Regions from separate parts of the Mus musculus genome. Here region 1 is linked to region 2. The links are chromatin contacts, called in public Hi-C maps. All regions are on one chromosome and are shown on one strand. The core of a region is the stretch at or near the end of the contact, and the rest is flanking DNA. Distances in the headings are between cores, read along the strand shown.

Evidence for each region. Hi-C and Micro-C count contacts between places; a contact is called where the count stands out from the background.
Region 1: a contact with region 2 is called in a Hi-C map of rod photoreceptor, with 2.4 times the contacts expected there. The contact joins the promoter of Ankrd12 here to the enhancer-like site in region 2. A contact is called at or near these places in 14 of 39 promoter capture datasets (the 3T3-L1 cell line, 3T3-L1-derived adipocytes, the C10 cell line and 11 more), 2 of 484 Hi-C or Micro-C datasets (bone marrow-derived macrophages and rod photoreceptor), 6 of 115 datasets of contacts at active chromatin or transcription factors (the 230-238 cell line, acute myeloid leukemia, bone marrow-derived macrophages and 3 more) and 4 of 9 other capture datasets (adipose tissue, embryonic stem cells, liver and 1 more).

What each region holds. Positions count from the first base shown.
Region 1 is chr17:66,072,010-66,078,785 of GRCm38.p6, forward strand. It overlaps Ankrd12 (ankyrin repeat domain 12), which reads right to left and starts at 5,037. Exons shown (of 13, transcript NM_001025572.1): 1 at 4,875-5,037.
Region 2 is chr17:65,966,190-65,973,123 of GRCm38.p6, forward strand. Ankrd12 (ankyrin repeat domain 12) reads right to left here. Exons shown (of 13, transcript NM_001025572.1): 12 at 6,108-6,203; 13 at 1,312-4,148. The coding sequence ends at 3,963. Among named protein-coding and RNA genes, the nearest start is that of Twsg1, 18 kb to the left of the region's middle. Within about 2 kb of position 4,557, at least 2 of the 459 cell types and tissues checked have an H3K27ac peak or open chromatin away from gene starts, as enhancers often do. A contact at or near this core is called in rod photoreceptor, where this site is marked.

The DNA.
Region 1 (6,776 bases), core at 3,787-6,286, 110 kb after region 2:
AGGGCCCTGAGATCTGTCTCCAGAATTAACAGTCATGGGGGACATGGAGAACAACCCACACATGTATCTCACAAAAACAAAAACAAAACAAAACAAAAACCCTCCTGGCTTATTCCAGTATTCTTATATAATATTTATTTTCATTTTCCTTTCTGGCCACCCAGCTGGTGGAACAGCTGGCCCTCAAGCATTCTTCATAAAATCCAAAATTTAATAAATACTACCTTAAAGCTCTTCAAAACCAGCTAACCATTCTTAACTAAAGAGAGACAACCGAGAAATGGCTAAGATATACATGGAAAATTGCTACTACTTAGCTTGTAAATCCCTAAATCTCATAGTTATTCATAGCCTCAGTTTAATTTGTCATCTTAGAATAGGATTTGTCTTTAGACTAATGAAAATTACCTGAAATGTTGCACTTAAACCTTGAACAAAGACTCCCATAAAGCACTCAGTAAATGTTTTACCAATGCATTTTGGGAGGAGGGAAAGCCGGGTTTAAGAAAGGGGTGTGTGTGTGTGTGTGTGTGTGTAGCCCAGACTGTCCTAGAAACTCACTCTAAAGACCAGGCTAGCCTATAATTTAGAGATCCACCTGCTTCTGCCTCTTGAGTGTTGTGATTAAAGACATGAGGCGCCACCACCACTTGGTTGATTATCAATATTTTTTATGTTCAAGGTGACACGTGCTCTGATAATCTAGGCAACATTATAATATCAATTTATTAATTTTCAATATCAAATGAAAACACTAAATTAAACTTTACCTAAAAAAAAAAAAAAAAAAACAACAATACTAGAGAGGTAGAGACAGATGGATCTCTGTGAGTTCAAGGCCTGCCTGATCTGCACAGTGAGTTCCAGGTCAGCCAGGGCTGTATAAGATAACTCTCTCTCAAAAGAAAAGAAGAGAAAACAGAGAAGAAAAGAAGAGAAAAGAAGAGGAGGAGAAAAGACATGACAGATAGACAAATATAAATTTAAGACTTATCTGTTTATTTATGCAGAGTCTCACTCTAACCCAGGTCTGACATTTAATTCAAGCTGTGGATAGGCTGGCTTAGAATCCTTCTATCTCAGCCTCCTAGATGCTGGTATTATAGGCATAAGCCACCACAGCACTTCTATGTATTTTAGAACCACTAGATGACCAAAAATATGAACTATTCAAAACTGAGTTTATAAAGAAAATTTATTTCCTTCTACTGCATGTCTAAAAATCAGTGAGAGACAAATTAACATCACTACTATGATACTTTCACTATTGCTTTTAAAAGCCATTGTCTGCAAAGGAAACAAATTATGCATGCATGAGCATATAACAAGAATGTTTTCAAATGCTGTGTGGAGCAACTTTATACTCTCCAGGAGAAATCGGAGGGCTAGAGCAATATTTAGAGTGTTCATAAGCAGCTTTACTAAGATTAGAACTAAGTGGGGACCGGGAAAAACTGTATCTACACGGAATTATAATCTCCAAAATAGCAGGTGTACAAAATAATAACGCCAGGGCTAAGGAAAAACCTAGGGACTGAAACATCTTGTTACACCTCAAGGACTACACTTTCTTTAAAAGCGGCAGCATCACGCCTATCTGTATGAAGGCTCCCAGTGTACAACGTTCTTTCTATAGCGCTCTCATTTTACGTTATACAAGAAAATCATTATCATTATTGGTGATGGTGGTGACGGCCCTGGCCAGGCCTCACACATGGAAGTGGGCCGTCTACAGCCCCAGGGGATGATTCTTTGTACATAAAGAATGCAAGGTTCTGAATGTTACATGGTTTGTCAAAACAAGAACAAGACCAGAAAGTAATGAAGAACTTAAATCCAGACCTTCTCAGTTCTAGTTCCAGGTCTTCTTCCTTCTGCTTCACACAACTACTCCCAAATAAAGAACGGAGCATCTCACAGTAAGAAGCTTCTAGACAAATCAGCAAGGCAGACAACTCTCTCTCAGTCACGGCCAAGTTTTACCTTTTCATCTGAAAAGTGAGTGACGTGGACCACAAAGTGTGAGGCTGCGGCTAGGTCTACGGCTAACTCTCCAATGTGCCCTGTACATGACACAAGCTGCTAACAAATATGTCTTGTTAGCAACAATGCTGGAGCAACCTCCTGCAAATGTAAAGGAAGCGCTACCCAAATGATGCTACTCCAATAACCTTACATGTGCTGAAAGTGCTTTGATCTTACAACAACAGAAATGACTCATCTCACTAACCATTCTCTTTTCAGACTGAAATTAATGTTATTAACAAAACCCAGAAGTAGTCCAGCAGGCCGGTAATCTGAGCTACTCGGGAGGCTGAGACAGGAAGGATGGAAAGTGTGTGTGTCTACTCAATTTAGCAAGACCCATTCTGGAAACACTAAAAGGGCATGGGTGTTGGTTTTGTTCCCAGCAACCACATCAGGTGGCTCACAAGCACCTGTAACTCCAGCTCTGGGGATCAACACCTCCATCCTCTGCAGACACCCTGCACTCCTGTACACACCCACACAGACACATAATTAAAAATAAGCCTTTAAGGGGCTCAAGAGATGGCTCAGCAGTTAAGAGCACTGGTTGGTATTGCAGAAGACTCAGGCTCTATTCCCAGCACCCACATGGCAACTCACAACTGTCTGTAATTGCAGTTTCAGGGCTTCTGAAACCCTCACACAGGCATATGTGCAGGCAAGACACCAAGGAACACAGAATAAAAAATAAATTATGTATTTTTTTAAAGCCTTTAAAATGGGGGTTTGGGGGCTGGGGATGTAATTCAGTGGCTTGTCATAATAACATAAAACAACAACAAGCCTGGTTCATGCAATGGCGGGGATGAAATTCAGGGTTTCCCTTCCAAGTTACACTTCCACAACTCTGTAATCTGGATAAAAAGCAGCTTCTTTCCCACATATTCCACTGTCACCAGATAAAGTCCAACCAGTGTTTTGTTTTTTTTTTTCCTGGATATTAAAGAGCCAATACCGAAACTGCAGAACATCTTCAGCACCCGAGTTCTTTCAGTGTTGCTCTGTTAACTCTTCTTCCAATTCACTTCATAGGGTGCACACCCAGACATCACCAACTGTCTCAGAGGCCCTTAGTCCATAGATGATGTTAACAATTGTAAAACACACAAACTGTAACAAATTGAGAACAGCTTCCAACTTTCAATTCTAATATTCCTTCCACAAATACACTTAAACCCCTGGTTTCATTTCCAGAGAACTTTGCCAGTCTCTAAAACAGAACACATACGTTGAACAACTAGGTTTGTCCTGGGCCAAGCTGTCTTGGAGAGTGTTAGAAATTCGATTAGTACTTCTATCGACTATAACAGATTCTTAAGTAGTAAATAAAGCCTTTCTCTCTGCATCTATAAACCCAGGGAGAAGCATTACATACTTTTATACGTTTTTTGCTTTTAATCCAAATGAAAGCGCTCTCAGGAGGTTAACTGAAGGAGGTCAAGATGGCTCAGCGCATAAAGGTTCGAACCACCAAGCCTAAGAGCCTGCCTGGAGCCCACACAGGGAAAGGTGAGAACCCCAACTCCTAGGAAGTTGTCATCTGCCCTCCACATTCACCATGTAAACAAAATATATTAAAATATTAAATGTCAAACTGAAACGTTTTAAAGGGAACTACAACAATGTCTTCATTGTCACATTGGTGATTCTAATTTTTGCTTTTAAACCATTTGGCATCAAGAGAGCACATTTTGGCAGTTCTGAGTTAATCTCCAGGAAAGCCTTTGTGTAACGCTTTAAGAAAATGAAAAAAAGATCAGTAAGCAAGATTTTTAAAGGCCTACTTGGGCATATGTTTTTAATGAACAGATGACTTACTGGGATAGTTCATCTTTCTTTATAATTGACTCAGGCCATTTTAAAATAAGAAGAAACACATGGCTGAGAATGCAGGTTCGTCTCAACCACAGAATTAACGATAATCCCTGAGCGTCACTGATCGCCGGATTTGCAACATACTTCGCCCCAGTTCAAGGGGTGTCCAGCGGAAATTACAGTCCCTACAACCACACTGCTTCAAATGTTTCCGACGTACTCAACTAGTGCAATACTGTTCATTTCCATCCTCAACTATTCTCGCTGTAATTATTAAAACAGCTGTCAGCTGGGCTTCGGTGACCTCTTTGTACAGCGTTTTTATTCAACGCCGTGGATCCTGAAGGATGCGTCATCTCCATCTTACTCTCCAAAAACCAGATCTAAGATTCCAATACGCTCTAAGGGTCTCTGAACATCATTCCAATCGGAACTGGCACAAACTAGACCTGATCGCTCAACGCGGCAAGGGCAGGTCGCACTGGCATTTAGGACAGAACTGGCTCCGGCGAGCCGCAGCTCTTTCGCTTTCACGCACCTCTCCCGGGACCATCGCGCCTCCTACGCCCCGGCCCGCACCGAGTCTCCGACAACCGCGCACGCAGCGCCGCTGGCACCGGGAGCGCGCGGCGGCACGGCGCGCCCCCGCGATGCCGTCCGTCCCGGTGCGCTGGCGGCGCCCTCCCGGCCGCGCCATGTTCCGGTAAGCGGCGGCCAAGGCGCTCGCGCTAGCCGCCGCCCGAGCGTCGCCCAGCGGCGGCCCCACCTGCGCCGCGACCCGTCAGGATGCCGGGCGGGGCGGCCACCAACGGCCTGTCACGGTCCGGCCGGCCGCGCCGCGGGCTGGGCTGGGCCGAGTGGCGCGTAGCACACGGCTGGGCGCGGCTGGCAGAGGCGCAACCCCCCTACCTGGCTCCGGGGAGGAGACGGGGCACCGGGCTGAGGGTCTCCTCCCTGGTACCCGGGACAGACTCGAAACCGCGCCCTCCTTCCTCCCCTCTGGTCGCCACGCCCCCCTGGCCCGCACAGACCCGAGGCTCAGCGGGCGCAGAAGGGTTCACCCCCTGAACGAGGACCTCCGGGTGGCCGCCGCTGCCGGTGTCTCCGTCGCCGCTGCAACAGCCCCTGATGCCGCCGGGGCCAGGCTTAAAAACATCTCCGGTCTTGGTCGGTCTCTCACCACAGCCTCCTTGCTCCTGGACAGCGTTCTCCGCGATTGGCTGCGGCGCGAGCACGTGACCCGGGCGGACACGTGACTCCTGCAGGCACGGGACGGGCGGCGTGACCGCCGTGCCCCGCCCCCGACGCGCCCGTCCCTGGGCTCCCCGGAGGAGCGGAGCGCGCGGCGGCGGGTGGCGTTCTTGGGGAGCGAAGCGGAGCGGGTGGAGGGGGCCGGAAGTCCTGGAGCCGCGTGGGAGTCGGAGCAGCCCTCGAGCCGTCGGCCGGGGAGCTCCTCACGCGCAGTCACCACCACCGGAGATGTGCAAAAGGCGGCATGGGTGCTGGCGCCCGGCGGAGGAAACGCACATATTTTTGCAGGGTTTGAGTTGGGACGGCAAAACCAGCCGGAAACCGGGAGGGTTTTGTTAGCGGTGGTCGTGCGGGCGGGAGGGCACCGCAGCACTGTGGGGCAGGTCCGGGTTGCGTGACTGAGCCGCTTCGTGCGGCGCGGGCCGAGGGATGTCCCAGCCAGACGCACTCTGTTCCCAAAGCACGGCTCTAAGCACTGCTTGCAAAGAACGCATCGGTAAGCTCAGTTCTAGCCATGCGATCCTGTGACCTTTCTGAGCAGAAATTTCACCAAATTTGTTCCTGTGGTACTAAGTCTCATAGGGCGTGTGAGGAAATTTTACCATCGCAGCAGCTTGTCCTCAGACTTCCTTCTGAATACTTTAATCTACAGCGGTTAGCCTGCAACCGTTGTGCTTTAACCACCCTAAGAAGTTACATACTCCACAGGAAACCATCTTCTCCCTCTTCGTTAACTGTGGCCTCCTTCAGTATCCGTTAGTATCTTAATGATTTTAAGACAGTCCTATCAATAATAAGCTGTAAATTCTGATGTGAGTTTTGGGCTTGACAGGGACATAAACCTTCATTAAAAAAAAAAATCAGGATAGATTGTCTTCCATTGTTCTCAGCTATAAAAAACTTTCAGTATGAACAGTCTTCTAGAGAAATCTGTGTATGTGTGAACTGGGGACTGAAGCTCTGCCCTTGCTCATGCCAACCAAGTACCCAACAGTGGTGTATAGTGAGAGCTATATTTCTGGTGAAAACTTAACTTTAAAGACCTACCTTAGACCCTAAATCATAAGCACTCACAACCAGTTAGTCTTTTTATATAGGCAGAGCTGGAGAGATGGCTCTGGGGTTAAAAGCACTGTTTGAAGACCTAGATTCAGTTGTTCCCAACACCCACAAGACCACTCAAAACCTTATGTAACTTCAGTTCCTGGGTGTCCACTGCTCTCTTCTGGATTTGGTGCACACCACGAGCACAGGCAAAACACTAATCCACATAATATAAATCAAATCTAGCTTAAAAAAAAAAAAAGACAGTCTCATTAATTAGTTCTGTCTGGTGTGGACTTCCATACATAGAACCGGCTGACTTCAAACTCTCAAGAGATCACCTGCCTCTGCCTCCTGAGTGCCTACCTCTATAATGAGGTCCCTGTAGGGTCACTGACTTTGATAAATCCTGAAGCAATCTGATTATTCCAGGAATGAAAACTATTTCTATTCTGCATTTTCAGAAGCACGGCACTATTACCTCCTTTCTTGAGTTGAAGGTAATGTTTTATTCATACAAACACATTGTCCAGCCTACCAACTCCACCAGTTAGTTCTTAGGTGCTTCCAGTGTTAAAAATATAGCCAAAGATGGCCAAACCATGCCTCAAACGACAAAAACAAAAACATAGCTAAAG
Region 2 (6,934 bases), core at 3,307-5,806:
TACATATGCAACATTATTCTAAGAAGTGAGGGGAAAATTAGCTACATAAAGGCTTTTTATCTAGCACTAGTTGAAGATTTGGTTATAGTAACCACTTTTAAAAAATGTATTTTGAAAAACAAATGTGCTTGCCATTTCTTCGGTTTGCGTGGAGTAACACTGAATTCCCCATGTGAGCAAAGACTGTCTATTTTTTTAGGCAAAAAAAAAAAAAAAACAAAAAAAACCCTTCGCATTATTTCCTTTGACAGAAGTATGTCTCATGATCTCGAATTGTATCACTACCGAGGCTGTGCACACTCACTCACAGGAAACCTGGCCGATCTTCTAGATATACTTCTTCCTACTTTTGTAATAATACTTTTCATTTCCTAGACTAAGAGCAGCTCCAGTGAATGGAATTGGTCACTTTATCTGGCTCAGTTTCTTTTATGAATCTTATTTTTCATGATTGGATAAATCCTGGCGACTGTTTCTGGGGGTCTTTAAGACCCACCCTAAGCACAGAGAAGACTTCCAAGAAGCCAACAATAAGTTAATGAATTACAGAAAATTTTAGCTGGGTGTGTGTGGGGAAGCACACCTTCAATCCCAGGACTTGAGATGCAGACGGAGGCGGATTTCTGAGTTTGAGGTTAGTTTGGTCTACATACCAAGTATCAGGCCAGTTAAGTCTACCTAGTGAGACCCTGTTTCAAATAACAAGACAAAACAAACAAAAAAATTAAACATTAAACATTACACGTATCTCCAAAGATTTTTTTTTTCACTTCTTGCCTTAACTGTTGGAAAAATTTACTGATATAGTTGTTTAGAGATGGGGTTCAATCGGACATTGAACTCATGGCAATCCTCCTGCCTCAGTTTCCCAAATGCTGGGATTACAGGCATGAAATGCCTGCCTGGTTAAACAATTTTTTTTTAATGGTGACGTGTTTCCTTAACGAGTCGATAGCCTTTCTGAAAATTTTGGGAGTTTATATGCGAGAGCAGTAGAGGTAGAATCAAAGACATAGCTCACTTTCTGAGGAAGAAAAGGAAATTATCTTAGTGTGCACTCCATTTCTTAGATCAGTAGAATTTCAAGTGCCAGAGGTTCATGGGGCTTTGGGCATTGTGCAGCATGTCTCCTACTCACATGTCATCTTTGAGACCCCTCTTAACTCGGACCATGTGACCGGCACTGTTTTCATACAGTGAGTATCTCTGCAATCTTGCTGGAGGCCCAAGTAGACATTGGTGTGTCACGGAATTATACAGGAGTGGGACATTAAGTAAAAGACACGGAGCACACTTTCACTCTTACGTTTTCTATAAAAATATAACTCTTTATTAAATAACATGCACAAATATTAACTAGTCATTTATTAAACAGATATGATTTAGAACAAGACTTAAAGAAATACAAATCCTTAGGTACAATTTAATATCTTGTTCATGATGTTGGAATAGTTTAAAAAGATTCACTGATTGCGTTAGGCATCCTCACTTTTCTTTTGAGAATTGAAACCTTTTAGGTAAATACTCCATTGCAAGTTTTCTCCTATTTCAGACCTTCCCAAAGTCTCTAACATCAAGAGTCCTTAACTGTGTGTAACTCACACATCCCTATGAAGTGCAGTAACTTAGCTATCCCGATGGCGTGCAGAGGAAATGCGTAGTACAGAGTCCAGGCAGAGGCTGCAGCTGGCTGAGCCACCGCGGAAGAGGGTGAGCACTGCGGTGGGAGCACTGTGGTGGGACTGGAAAGCTGGGCTGAGGGCGGCACCTGCGGCTCCCTGCTTACGTGTGGCTGCTTTGTCCTGTCCTTTCCTTTTTCCTTTGTCAACAGTTTGCTCTGTTCAGTCAGTACTACTTCCTCGACTGGTCCCTGGCGGGACCATCAGAACCAAATGCTCTACAGATTTCCTTTTCTCTTGCTTGCTTGAACATTTAATCTTTTTTAATTTTTGTAATCTGCCACACGAGCTCATCAAATTTTCTTTCTAGGCGAAAGTATAAACAAACTTTGCATTAAGTTGGTTTTGTATTAAAAAGTATTGCTTTTATCAATTAGCTTCTAATGTTCCCAGCCTTAATAAACATAACTTCACAAAAACAAAAACAAACAACAAAAAACCAGTGCTTCAAAGTCTACCCTGCCTTTCTGGCCCCATGCAATGAAAGGCCACAATCTTTCATCTAACGTTCTAAGGAAAATGACATCTGACCTTTATCAAATCCTGTATGAGTGTTCTTCACACTGCTGCTTTATTGCGCATGCCAGTACAGTAAGAATAAAAATATAAATTGATGTAAAAATTCAAAAATCCCTAAGCTTAATATGTACCTTTGCACTAAAAAAACCTATTATTTTCTTTTACTAGCTGGAACCTCCCACTTGTGAGCTGAATTTAAAGTATTTAACATATATTCATATATTCTTTTCACCGTTCCTTATCAAAACTGGAATTATCCAGTATAATTGAATTGTCTCCCAATTCAATTCCACATTGTGGCAGGTTTGCCTATGATGATTTTAGACCTAATTTTCCATCCCAAATGTTTCACAAGTTCAGTTAGGTTTATGCCCCCAGTTTTCCTGAATATCTAATCTATGTCAGATCATGGGAGAAAGTGTTCTAAATGTATTGCTCATTATTTTACTATAAAAGCATACCAAATCTTATTTCAATTACAAAATTTTGCAAATTATACATTTTGCATTTTGATACAAGGAAAAAAGAAAATATATTAATAAAAATGTCATGACTATTTCAGGGACTGGAATATCCCTAGACTTTTTCTTCTTCTGACGACCAAGTATCTCACTTGACTTCAGTATTCCATTTTTATTTTAGAAGTGCAAAGGATATTAAGCTTAAAAGATTAAATTTAAGCAATGTAAAAAAGTTTACAATGATTTAACATGACCAAAAAAATTTATTAAACATATTTACATATATTCACAAATTCTTTCATAGTTGAGTATTAAAATAGACATTTACAATTTCAGAATTTCCATTCAAAGGCATTTGTTGTTGTTGTTGTTGTTTGGGGGAAACAGGCTTCCTCCAGCGAGAGGAGGCGGGAGCGTGAGCCTCTCCGCATGACTGCCTCTAAGCAAGGTGTCCAGCACACACAGAGCTCCAGGCTCTCACAGGACACTAGTGTAACAAGTCTCACACTGTCTCAGGCATCAGTAATGGAAAGAACCAAATTATAGAAAGCATGCAATACAACCAAGCCACCATCTTTACAGTTATGGGATGGACACAAGCTAACTCAAACACATGCATACCTTATTTAAAGGTTTACTATCAGAACTCACTGCTATTACACTTCAAAAACTACAACTTTGGTCCAACAGAACAAACAGGTTTACAATTATCTTTGTACACATTTTGATCAGTTCCTTGTATACATTTGACCATTAATTACAAGATATACAATATGTATAAAATAAGTTATTAAAAAGGAAGACAATATTAAACCTTTCAGAAAGAAAACTGTACAATTAATTGACAGATAAAATAAACTGAAGAATTTTGTGCGGAGGTTTCCTTCTGTGTCAGAGCCTATTTGGCAGGAACTGACTCTTGCACTCTCTCGTGTGTGTGCAATGCAGCCCACAAGACAGCTGAGTACTGGTCACCTGTATCTTGCTACTTGGAGTGCTAACAACTTCCAGCGTTGTTAACAGATTTTTCTCAACTTTTTAAAGGTCTGTTCAGTTTGTTCTAATGCAATAGTTACCTCTGATCAATATAAATAATAGTTTTCTGTTAGAAACTGTATTTGGATCAAAGATCCAAAATATTTTTATTTTTATAAAATGACAGTGTTCACTACATATCCAACTTTAGTTAACTTCACTAACAACTGTAAAGGCGTGTATCAGGGTTTTTCTTAAAAGGCAGTATTCCACAGTATGATGTCTAGATACGGTTAGTTTAAGATGATACCAACACAAGTACTTACTGCTATATAGGAGTCAGTTCAAAATCATCATTAACATCAACAAGGGGAACATAAAACTCCTGGATTTCATAAATACTGAGAGACTTATACGTGGCAGGGTCCAGCTCCTGGAGTTTGAGCTGCCATTCTAGCCTCTGGACGGCATTTAAAGCTGCAGCTTCGTGTTGCTGCCTCATTAAGAGACAGGTCTATTTAAAGGAAGAGAAGGCTTGATTAATCTGTTACACTTGCTGCTTCAAGATAATCTCACCCCCAGCTTTGTTAGGGATAGAGACTAAGGCTAAGGAACACATCATAAAATCTTCAAGCCTGTTTACACCAACGTGCGTTTACCATTTCATATTCATCTCTTTAATTTGGGCTTGCTAATATTCCTTGAAATTATGAGATTCCAAACTATTGAAAGAATTGTAAAATCTAGACAGAATTGCTTTAAAATTTCAGGTCAATTTTTTTTGGGGGGGTGGGGGACAGGGTCTTGCTGTGTAGTCTAGCTGGTTCAAACTTGTTGAAATCTCCCTACTTCTCTACCACTAAGAGCTAGGATTTCAAGGGTGCACCAGTGTACAGAATGTGTTTGGTTTATCATCCTGTCCTTCGTGTTCGAGCTGTAAGCAGACAGGTGCACTGGATAGTGAGTGCAAAGACACACACAACTCCCCTGTCTGTGGCCCTCTGATAGACTTTAACTGTGTGCAAGTGTTTCTGTGTGGACATGTACACGTGAGGCCAGAGCCATCAGATCTCTCTGAGGCTGGAGTTATGAGTGGTTCTGAGTCAGCTGACATAGGAAGGAAGTAGGAATCAAATTTAAGTCCTCCTCAAAACTAGTATGCACCCTTTGCCATTGAGCCATCTCTCTAAGCCCACTATGTTAGTTCTTAAAATAGGTTTGTTTTTTATTTCCTATTTTCCAGTTGTGGTTCACAGTAAATACTCATGATTAACTAATGTTTCTTTTTCTGAAATATTTACCAATATTGGTGATGTCTTTTCTCTTTTTGTTTTTGGAGACAGGGTCTCTCTGTGTAGTCCTAAGTGTCCTAAAACTCACTCTGCAGACCAGGCTAGCCTTGAACTCAGAGATCTGCCTGCCTCTGCCTCCTGAGTGCTGGGTGGTGTAGCACTACTAATTTCTAAGGACAGAGAAACACTAACCTAATAATTAATTAGCTCTGTATGGGTGTTTTGTCTGCATATACGCATGTGTACCAGATTAGTGCCTAGTGCCTGAAGAGACCAAAACCCAGAAGAGGGCGTTGGATCCCCTGGAATTACAGATGGTTGTGGTTACAGATGGCTCCATGTAGTGGCTATTCCTGGTTGTCAACTTGACTATATCTGGAATGAACTACAATCCAGAATTGGAAGGCTCACCAGTGATCCTAACCTGGAGGTTGGGAGATACAGGTTTCTGACCTGCATCTTGGTATGGAGATCTTGAGGCATAGTGGCTATGGATTCCAGAAGATTAAGACAGGGAGTTCAAGGTCATCTGGGATTAAAGGCATGGTGGCACACACCTTTATCTGGGCTACACCTTCTGCTGGAGACCTACGTAAGGACATTGGAAAAAGGAAATCTCTCTCTCTCTCTCTCTCTCTCTCTCTCCCTCTCTCTCTCTCCCTCCCTCCCTCCTTCACCTGCTTGCCTTGTGGGACTGAGCAACTGCTAGATCCTTGGACTTCCATTCACAGCTGCTATTGACCATTGTTGGGAGTTGGACTGCAGACTGTAAGTCATCAATAAATTCCTTTACTATATAGAGACTATGCATAAGTTCTGTGACTCTAGAGAACCCTGACTAATGCGATCCATAAGTGCTGGAACTAGCTACTGCTCCACTCCCAAAGGAAGCATCCATTTAACCTGGTTCAAAGGGAGGCAGCTCAGCTGGGGGAGTACTTGCTTGGCAAACACTTGAGGATCAATCCGCAGTACCACATAAAACTGGCGTGGTGGTGCAATGCATATAATCCCAGGATTTGATAAGTAGTAGGAGGGTCTGAAGCTCAAGGCTAGCCTTGGCTTCATATCAAGTCCAGAACTAGTCTGGGACCCATGAGAACCTGTGTAAGAACAACAACAGACAACAACTGCCATGCACGCATACCCACAACAGACAACTGCCACGCATGCGTACCTACCTTTAGCTTGTCAAATTTATCGTCCACATCTTGCAACCAGGACATGAACTGTCTTGCATTAAATCGATCTCTCACAGAAGTTTTGCTGTCATCAGACTAAAAAGAATGCAGTCAAACACTTAAAAAAAACCCTTTAATATTCCATTTATTGTGTCCGTTCCACTGTTATCAATGATAGAAATATGTTTCTAAAGAGAAAGTTTCACAAAGCTGTCCCTTTTGTAGTGAGTAGACAGGTGCTTACAGAATTCTGAGACGCAGTGTTTAGTTATGAAGTAGAGTCCCGCTGGGCCTGCTGCACCTCAGCTAAAGTTTCCCACCCATACAGAAAAGGTGGTCAGGTGGGAGGCATTGGCCTTAGAGGTAACAGTTCTCCCAGGATGGATCTTTATAAGTGCTCTCCAAGCAGGCCAGTGGATGGCTCAGAAGGGAAAGACACTTGTTACACAACCTGCTGACACGAGTTTGATCCCTAGGCCTCACACAAAGGAGGAAGCCAGAACCCATTCCACAAGCTTGTCCTCTGGTCTCACACACACTTGCCAGATACGCACCACGGGCACACACAATTCAAGTAAAAAACTCTTAGTATCAGTTTTGTGATTTTATATGTTATACTGGCTAGTTTTGTGTCAACTTGACACAGCTGGAGTTATCACAGAGAAAGGAGCCTCCCTTGAGGAAATGCCCTCATGAGATCCAGCTGTAAGCCATTTTCTCAATTAGTGATCAAGGAGGGGAGGTCCCCTTGTGGGTGGGACCATCTCTAGGCTGGGAGTCTTGTGTTCTATAAGAGAGCAGGCTGAGCAAGCCAGGTGAAGCAAGCC